2 separate regions of the Oryctolagus cuniculus genome follow, and region 1 is linked to region 2. Evidence: chromatin contacts called from public Micro-C data. All regions are on one chromosome and are shown on one strand. The core of a region is the stretch at or near the end of the contact, and the rest is flanking DNA. Distances in the headings are between cores, read along the strand shown.

Evidence for each region. Hi-C and Micro-C count contacts between places; a contact is called where the count stands out from the background.
Region 1: a Micro-C map of ear pinna shows a contact between it and region 2, with 4 times the contacts expected there. The contact joins the promoter of TM2D3 here to the promoter of SNRPA1 in region 2. A contact is called at or near these places in 3 of 6 Hi-C or Micro-C datasets (ear pinna, psoas muscle and an unstated tissue).

What each region holds. Positions count from the first base shown.
Region 1 is chr12:10,782,364-10,787,276 of mOryCun1.1, forward strand. It overlaps TM2D3 (TM2 domain containing 3), which reads right to left and starts at 3,614. Exons shown (of 7, transcript XR_007910364.2): 1 at 3,460-3,614; 2 at 3,059-3,136; 3 at 2,199-2,356; 4 at 617-794. It overlaps TARS3 (threonyl-tRNA synthetase 3), which reads right to left. Exons shown (of 19, transcript XM_051822271.2): 19 at 4,523-4,913. The coding sequence ends at 4,885.
Region 2 is chr12:10,490,276-10,494,708 of mOryCun1.1, forward strand. SNRPA1 (small nuclear ribonucleoprotein polypeptide A') reads right to left here and starts at 3,000. Exons shown (of 9, transcript XM_070053320.1): 1 at 2,844-3,000; 2 at 854-1,001. The coding sequence starts at 2,925. LOC138844530 (a long non-coding RNA gene) reads left to right here and starts at 3,892. Exons shown (of 3, transcript XR_011380437.1): 1 at 3,892-4,029; 2 at 4,204-4,295.

The sequences.
Region 1 (4,913 bases), core at 2,364-4,863, 290 kb after region 2:
AACTTCATCCGGGTCTCCCACATGAGTGCTGGGGCACAAGTACTTGGGCCATCTTCCACCGCCTTCCCAGGTACATTAGCAGGGAGCTGGATCGGAAGTGGAGCGGCCAGGACTGGAACTGGTGCCCACGTGGGATGCCGGTGTCACAGGCAGAGCCCAACCAGCTATGCCAAGACTGTCCCCTGAAGAGTGTCTCATTCGCTATTACGCACACAACAGAACTCTAGGCAATTCTGAAAAGGAAGTAGGATGGTAAAGACAGAAGTGCGTGGGTCTCCGAGGACGGGGAGGAGCGAGTGGACGGAGGTGACACACACAGGCAGCTGCACGCATCGGGGCTGTTTCAGCTCCTCTGGCTACGGCTGTGTTTATGTTACACTTTATACCTCACATCCCTCTTCTTGTTTTATCGAATTTTAAATTTAAAGAGAACTGCACAGATCTGAATGCTTGTTTTCGGTTCACTGAGTTTATTATCGAGGCTAGGCAACCCTCCACATCTGCTGTTTCTGATCGAATAGTTCAAATTCATTTCTCAGCACTGTGGCTAAAGCCCCTTGAGGACACACAGAGGACAACACACTCTGCTCCCAGACTGCCCTGGACGCCGGCTCACCCAAGCAATGGATGTGGTCCCGCACGGTGCAGTTGGCGGCGTAGCGCTGCCGTGGACACGACACGGCCATGCAGCTGGTGGAGCTGGTGCACTCGTAGTCTGTTTCGGGCAGCTGCCAGCAGAACCGGCACGTCATGTTGATGACGAAGCTCTCCTGGGCCCGCAGCTCTCGATCCTGCTTCCAAAGGACAGGAACTCGTCAGGCAGGGGCTGTGGCCAGTGCCAGGCCACACGATCGCAGGGCGCATTTCCAAAGCCCCAGACGTGCGCTGCAGCAGTAAGTGGCAGGCAAACGGATACCAAAACACGCGTGCACAGCAAATGCACAGTACGATGCCGTCACCACAAAAACACACGCCCAGCGTATGCGGCGTGCAGTCCAAACGCAAGGCTGTCTGTGGTGATGAGATCCTGACATCTCTTTTGCTTAACTCAATCTGTCACAAAGAGAAAAACCTGTCCAGTCCCAGTCCCAGACGGCTGGAAGGGACTGACGAGTACATTCACTGACGGGCACCGAGAGGCCAGGAAGAAGCAGAACGCGGCCCCCGAGCCCGGCCTGCTGCTTCCTACGTCTAACGCGCTGTCTTGCTTCTGAGTTCCACATCTCCCCGGCATCTCAGGGGAACCGCCTGACATGAAAGCCCCAAGCCCCCGTGCCAGCGGTGCCCCTGCACTGGGCTGCCTACTGGTCCACCAAGTGCCTGTGGAGGCGCACCGACGGCCGAGCTGCAGAGCGCCAGGGGAGACGCCGGAGGAGGGCTGCAAGGCAGAGGGGCTCCCCGCAGCAGCACGGGCAGGGTCGGCGAACCTGGATTTGATTCCTGATGTGCAGCTCAGTGACCTTCAACAGAGGCACATCTGCTTCTACCTGGAATCCACTGTAGACAAGACGGGGCACCAGGCAGCCACCCGGCACTGCAGCGGTTACTGAACCCATCTTCTCTGCAGAGGACGGAGCCCTTCGAACGCTCAGCCTTGGTAAAAAGACACTCCCAGGCCCCTGCACACGTCGAGGAGCCCGACACCCACCAGCAGGACCCACACCTGCCCCAGATCCGCCAGCAGGCTGAATGCAGGCACCCAGTGCGGGGGCACCGCTGGCACGGGGGGCTGGGGCGCTCCTCCAACCCTAAAGCAACACTCTGGTCATGCACACTCCAGCGGAAACAACAGATCACAGTTACCGGGTAACTGCAACAGCAGCAATCTGACACGGAGAGGAACGCAGGGCTTTAAATTTCATTTCTATTTATATATTTCTCAGAGCAGTTAAAAATACAGGCGTGGGCACTGTGGCACAGCAGGTTAAAGCCACCACTTGGGATGCCTGCATTCCATACTGGAGGCAGCAGAGGATGGCCCAAGTGCCTGGGTTCCCGCCTCCCATGTGGGAGGCCTAGAGGGAGCCCCTGGCTCCTGACTGCAGCCTTGCCTAGCTCTGGCTGTGGCGGGCATTTGGGGAACGCGCCAGCGGTGGATGGAAGATCCATCTCTCCTCTCTCCCTGCAGAAGTCTACACTGCACTTTGAAGATGAGGCTTCCGGCACACAGACCGCTGAGAGTAAGCTGCAGCACTTACGACACAGGTCACAGACGGCTTCACGGCACAGTCGAAAGTGGCAGGCTTCCCGTAGACGCAGGAGAAGTTGGTGGCGCAGTCTATGCAGTCCGCAGGGAGTCTGCTGCACAGACCGTTGCTAGGACACTTGGTCACGTAGGGTGGGATTTCGGTAGTCTCTGTGAGAGGCGACAGGAAGCTCACTCTCTCCCCAACAGGCGCACGGGACCCCGAGAGGCACGGGGCTCGGTGCGGTTCTGCCGCTCCTGCCTCGCAAGAGGCACACACACGAAAGGGTCTCACGTACACACAACGTACAGAAAATGCCAGGCAGGGTCAGGGGCGCGAAAAAACATCTCCCACTTTATAAGATGAAAAACTAACGCTGAGAGATGTAGGACCTGGGAAAATCAGCCGTGGCCAAAGTGGAACCAGCTATTCTTGAGAGCGACTTTGGGAAACAGGATTTCTTGTGCTTTCTCTAAAAAAAAAAATACTCTGCGTTTTAGACGCGAGCACAGTGTTGTTGCTGACACTGCAGCACCGCCACCCGGGTCATTTCACGGAGACCACGGGGCCGGGCGGGGACGGGCCCGCAGAGCCCAGGGCTGCCCGCTCAGCCCCGGGTGCTCACGCCGCCGTGCGCGCAGGTTCCTCCCCTACCCGACTCCAGGTCCCCGCAGGCCCTGCGCGGTCCTCCCACGTCACACAGCCCGCGGAGGGTGGCGTGCGGGGCTCGCGCGCAACCTCGGGGGCCGGGCGACGGGATGGAGGGCGCGGGGAACGAGGACGGGAGAGAGAGAGACGAGGAGCGTGAGCCCGCGGCCACGGCAGCCAAACGAGCGACGACGACGACGACACGAGCAAGGAAGCGTGGGTACCTGGCGCCCTGGGGGCCGCGGTGAACGCACGCGTGGGGGCCGCATCCTTCACCGGCTGCGCCAGCGGCTGCGAGTGCTCTAAACGCAAAGACACCGCGGTCAGAGACGGGGCCGCACCCGGGCCCGCGCGGGCACACGCGGGACGCCCCAGGCCACCGACCCGCGCGGCCGCAGCGCCGGCTGCGGGCACCCAGGGACCGAGCGCGGCCTCGGGATCCGGTTCCGCGCTCGCCATCGCAGAGCGCTGGGGCGAGCCCGGGAGCGGCGGCCCGGACGCGCCAGACCCCGGCTGCAGCGGCAGCGACCGCGCCGCCTCCGTCTCGGCCCGGCAGCTTCCCGCAGCTCCCGGGGCACCACTTGCCTCGCGCCCTCCTCGGTGCGGGCCCCGGCCTCTCACTCACCACCGCCAGACAGAACGCAGAACTGAGAGAGGAAGAGCAGCAAGCGCCACAGGCGGCCGAGGCCCAGCAGCGCGCCCGCTGCGGCCGCCATCTTGCGGATGCCCGCGCACTTCCGGGCCGGGGGCGGGGCTCCGCGAGGGCGGCCCGGGGCGCCGGCGGCGCGTGCGCACTGTGGCACTGCTCTGAGGGCCGGTGCGCGCCTGCGCGGCTCCCTGCTCGGGCCGGGGTTCCTCTCCGGCTGTGCACCTGCCCGGCTGTCCCCGGGAGGGAGCGGATAGCGGGCCTCTCTCCGCGCCGCTTTCCACTGCACCCCGGGGCCGCAGTGCGCAGCGAGCTGCCAGGAAGCAGGGGCGGCCGACTTGGGAAGCACGCGGGGCGGTGCGGGGTCCCTGGCGACGCCGTCCCCCTAAAACATCCGCATCCGCGGGTGGGCGGCCCGGGAGTGGCCGGGAGGCACGGGAGCCCTGATGGGGTCTGCTCAGCGAACCGAGCCCGCGAGTTCACCGCAGCCTGCACCTCGCGCCAGCGCTGCTGGCTGCCTCACTGCCCACATCCCGCAGGACGCGGGAAAGGTTTCTTTAGGCCTGTTTCAATCCTACAACACCTGGCCGAAAAACCAAAACCACCACCAGTAAACGCTAAATGTCCCTTGATGGATCGCTAATCTCTAGTGCTATAAATTTTAGTTCAGTTCTGAGCAGTCAGGGCCTCCTTCCGGTTAAAATCTGAAATCCACGCGCCTGCGGGGTCGGTGCGACACAGCCCATCCGAGCTGGGGAAGCACGCACGGCGGGCGCCCGCGATGCACTTGATTTGGGGATTTATCTTTTCTAACGGTGAACAGAGCAATCAGGAATTGGAAGCACTAGAACTGCCACTTGTGAGCGACAGTGTAAACAGAGTCCACAACACTGGGTTCTCTGTCAGTAATCCGGTGTGGAGTACCGGCCGCTGCTTCCACAATGACTTCAGTTCTAGAGAGAAAGTTTCACCGGGCCCTTTAGGAAAAACAGTCGTAAAAACACCTGAGACATGATATCACTGGAAAATAAGATTCCCCACATGCAGGAAGCTCTGCAGACTTTTATTAGACGGCTGTCTTTGAAAACCACACATCTCAGCAATGCATTTCACAATCCTCATTCCCTAGTTCTTTCAGTGAATAACACTTCTGCACTTAAGACTTTCAACACACCGCCTACTTCAAGATTTCCCAGGTGTGCCCTTTGGTGTCGTCCGGGCACAGCAGTGAGCTTAGCTCGGGACACAGCAGCTGCCCATCTGCTCCTCCCTTCTCAACGGCGGCCATTGGGGGACCCAGCAGCCGCCCAGGGTTCTCGGACGCGCACTGACAGCCCAGCTGGTGAGGGGAGACATCTCAGGGAGGAAACAAAGCCACACCGAAGCCAGGACGAGGGGCGAACTTCAGAACTCCTCCTCAGCATTCAGTGTGC
Region 2 (4,433 bases), core at 1,750-4,249:
GAAACCCAAGTGCTTCTGCATTCACAGTGCAGGTACAAGACATACAACCACCCCACCAGGAAATGGCTAACCCAATAGCAGGAGGCTGGACTGGAAGTGGAGCAGGACTTGAATTCAGGCATCCTGATACGGGGTGTGTGTGTCCCAAGCAGTGCCTTAACCCGGTGCCAAGCACCCCACCACTAGTACTCTTACTGACATTCTCTACAAGTAGCCAATAAATTTTTTCCAATAAAATTTACACAGAGCTTAAGGGCTAAAACGATCCCAATTTCAGCAAATCTTCTAGAAACCAGTTTAACTGAAGAAAAGTAAAGCAGAAGGCAGGAGGTAGACATGTGATAAAAACACAATTACTGAGCTTTATAAAGCTTTTTATACAATCCCTTTGATAACTATTTTAGAAGCCAAAACATGTACAAAACAGCACACTTTTAATTAGAAATTATGAATATGTAAATATTTCTGAACATATGCAAATACGCCTAGGCCAATGTCAAAGTAACCCCTGGATCCCTGGAAAGCTGCACCCCATCTCTCATTCGAAGAAGACTGGCTCACAGGTGTGAGCCAGGCAGTTAGACACTGCGCTCCACACTCGAGCGCCCGGGTTAAACGCCCAGCTGTGGCGCCAATGCCAGCTCTGCTGCTGCTGCAGGCCCCAGGGGCTGGTGACAGCGCACGCACCCACAGCAGCCATCCGGCCGGCTCCAGCTCCCAGCTCCGGCTGGCCAGGCCTCCTGCTGCAGGAGGTGCCCGCAGAACCCTGGAATCAAGTAGGTCTACCCGGCCTCACTACAGCTTCTCAGGAGCGAGCAGCGGAGAAAAGGCCACGCTGTTCCGGCGCACTCACCATATCCTGTTGTTGTTCACCAACAACGTTTTCAGTCTTCTCAGCAGAGGAAACCCATCCAGCTTCCTGATCTCATTGTCGGAAAAATCGATAGCATCAAACTGGTCCAAGGTAGCACCCAGGTTTTCAATGACAGGAATTTTATACCCTGCGGACAGAAGGGCGGGGCGGGAGAGGCATGAACAGGACCCGAAGGGCCCTCGGGCCGCCGGCGGTGTCCAGCACCCACACCTGCCAGTGAGGAACACTGCGCGCACCCACCGCACACGAGAGCGGGCGGTCTCGAGTCCCCGGCGCCGCGAGGCTCGGCTCCAGCTGCGGACGCGCGAGGCTGACGGCAAGGACGTGCGTGAGGGGCGCCTGACGAGGCTCCGAAGAACGCTGGCGGGGCCGCCCAACGGTTCGCCTTCCGCTGCAGTAGGCCCAGGCCCTACTGTCAACGGTCCCCAACCTCTCCCACAGGCTCCCCGGACACGCTCGTGACGTCACCACAGTCCACATGCTCCCGGGGACGCTCATGACGCCACCAGAGCCCACATGCTCCCGGGGACGCTCATGACGTCACCAGTCTACAGGCTCCCCGGGACGCTCATGACGTCACCAGAGTCCACAGGCTCTCCGGACACCCTCATGACGCCACTACAGCCCTTAGGCTCCCGGGACGCGCTCATGCCGTCACCACAGCCCTTTATTTCACCTCCCCAGCGCCAATCCAGACCTGAAGGCGACGCCCTGTGAACAATTCGCCCGAAAGCCCACCGCTCTAACCGGGGCCTACTGCTGCGCTCGGTGCCCAGCGGAGGAGGGAAGGGCCGCGGCCAGGCCGTTTCCAATCCAGAGCTGCTCAGCACGGCGCGCCCACCAGACCTGGGAGCGGCCCAAGGGGCGGCTTGCTCTCGGACCGAGCCTTTCGCTACAAAATAGCAGCTCCGGGGCTTCCCCCGAAGGTCAGCGGGGAGTCCAGGCCGCGAGCACAGCCAACGGGCGCCCGCGGGCAACCTCCGGCCAGCGCCGCAGTCTCACCCCCGGGAAGCCGAGTCCGGGGCCCCCGCCCCCCATCCCCGGGAAGCCGAGTCCGGGGCCCCCGCCCCCAGAGCCCGGCCCCCGCCTCCCATCCCCGGGAAGCCGAGTCCGGGGCCCCCGCCCCCAGAGCCCGGCCCCCATCCCCTGGAAGCCGAGTCCGGGGCCCCCGTCCCCAGAGCCCGGCCCCCGCCTCCCATCCCCGGGAAGCCGAGTCCGGGCCGACGCCCCCAGAGCCCGGGAAGCCGAGCCCGGAGCCCCCGCCCCCAGAGCCCGGCCCCCATCCCCGGGAAGCAGAGTCCGGGCCCCCGCCCCCAGAGCCCGGAGCCCCCGCCCCCAGAGCCCGGCCCCCGCCTCCCATCCCCGGGAAGCCGAGTCTGAGGCCCCCGCCTCCCATCCCCGGGAAGCCGAGTCCGGGGCCCCCGCCCCCCATCCCCGGGAAGCCGAGTCCGGGGCCCCCGCCCCCAGAGCCCGGCCCCGCCCCGGGAAACCGAGCCCGGCCCCCATCCCCGGGAAGCAGAGTCTAGGCCGACGCCCCCAGAGCCCGACCTCATCCCCGGGAAGTCGAGTCCGGGGCCCCCGCCCCCCATCCCCGGGAAGCCGAGTCCGGGCCGACGCCCCCAGAGCCCGGCCCCCATCCCCGGGAAGCCGAGCCCGGCCCCCATCCCCGGGAAGCCGAGTCCGGGCCGACGCCTCTAGAGCGCCCCACGCGCCCAGGCTCGGCGAGACGGCTCCACCTCAAGGCCGCTTCCCGGAAGGGAACGATCGGGTGAGAAACCATCGGGGCCCCGCCTCCTCCCGCCCGGATCCCAGCCCAGCAGCTCCCGCCCGCCGGGGCCGCCTTCCCGCCCGCCGGGGCCGCCTTCCCGCCCGCGAGGCCCGCGCGACGCTACGCGCCGGGCCGGAAGCCAGCTCGAGGCTCCGCCGGCGGGACGGCCGCGAGGCCGCGGCGCGCGCCCCCCGCACTCACCGCGGAGGTCCAGCTCGCGGTCCCGCACGGCGTTGGTGTACTGCGCCGCCTGCTCGATCAGCTCCGCCGTCAGCTTCACCATGCTGCCGCCGCCAGCCGCCCCGCGCCGCCGCCGCCCCCGCCTGCCGCTGCCGCCGCGCGCGGAGCACACGTCCCGGCATGCCCCGCGCCGCCGCCAGGCCGCACCAATCGCAGATCGACCGCCAGCCCGAAGCAATCGAAGAGCCACGCCTCCCCGGGAGGTCGTCTCGGCCGGCGCTCCGTGCTGGCGTTGGGGACGGGCCGGGCGCGGGGTTCTCCGCCCGGGGCTTTCTGGAGTCGGGTCGGGTGGGGTGGGGTGGGGGTGGGGGGCCCCGCTTCTAGACGTCTGGGTCCGAAAGTTAGGAAAACCGGGGGAAGAGCCCCGCGGACCTCTCTCACACTAGGGCATCGCGCAGTGGGAGCGAGGGTGTGCGTGGCCGCTTGGCGCCGGCGGGGCCGGCCCCGGGAGTCAAGCCCGGGTCTGGTGGGGTTGCGGTAGGCCCGCGGGGGTCTCCCGACCTTGAGAGACTGGAAGCGTGCGTCCTGCAGCCTGCCCCGTGACGCGCGTGGCCGCCGCCGCCCTCTCCCCGCAGGCTCGGCCCGCGCCTGCAGCTCTAGATATTTGTAGTTTTTTGGATGGTACTGTAAAGGCCATTTACAGAAATTCCATTTTTAACTAACTTTTTTTTATATATATAAAAAGATTTATTTATTTGAGAGAGTCACCGAGACAGCATGAGACCTCCCATCCACTGGGTCACTCCCCAAGTGTCGGCAACGGCTGGGGCTGGTCCCATCGGAGCCAGGAGCTCCATCCAGGTCTCCCACGCGGGTGCAGGGGCCCAGGCACTGGGCCATCTTCCACTGCTTTCCCAGGCCAGAGCAGAGAGCTGGGTCGGAAGTGGAGCAGCCGGGGCTTCAGACAGCGGCTCTACCTGCTACGCCACAGTGCCAGACCCTATCTTTTTGTTCGTTTTGTTAAGATTTATTTATTTGAAAGGGAGAGACAGAGAAGGAGAGAATCTTCCATCCACTGATTCACTCCCCAAATGGCCAGAACGGCTGGGGATGGCCCAGGCCCGAGCCAGGAGCCAGGAGCTTCTTCCAGGACTCCCCCACTGGTGCAGGGAACAAGCTCTTGGCCCATCCTCTGCTGCTCTCCCAGGTGCGTTAGCAGGGAGCTGGATCGGAAGTGGAGCAGCTGGGACTCCAACCAGAGCCCACATGGGATGCAGGCGGCAGTGAAACCCACGGGACACAGCCAGCCCCTTGTATTTTACTTGCTCTTTCTTTGGCTTTTTCTTTTTGGATCCCTGTTCACACTGGCTGGGACCTGCAGCACGGCATGGAGCAGTGGTGACAGTGGACCCTCTTTGGCAGGCACCGTTTCTCAGCCAACCAAGGGGAAAGGCCCTAATCAGGCGATCGAGGGTAATGTCGCCAGGCACAGAACAAAACACAGTCGGGTAGCCCCTGCTAGGATGCCGTGAGGAGGACACAGCCACTTCCTGTGAGATTCCTGAGTCGAAACACAAGGGAACCTGACAAATCCGAATGGAGGGACTGCCC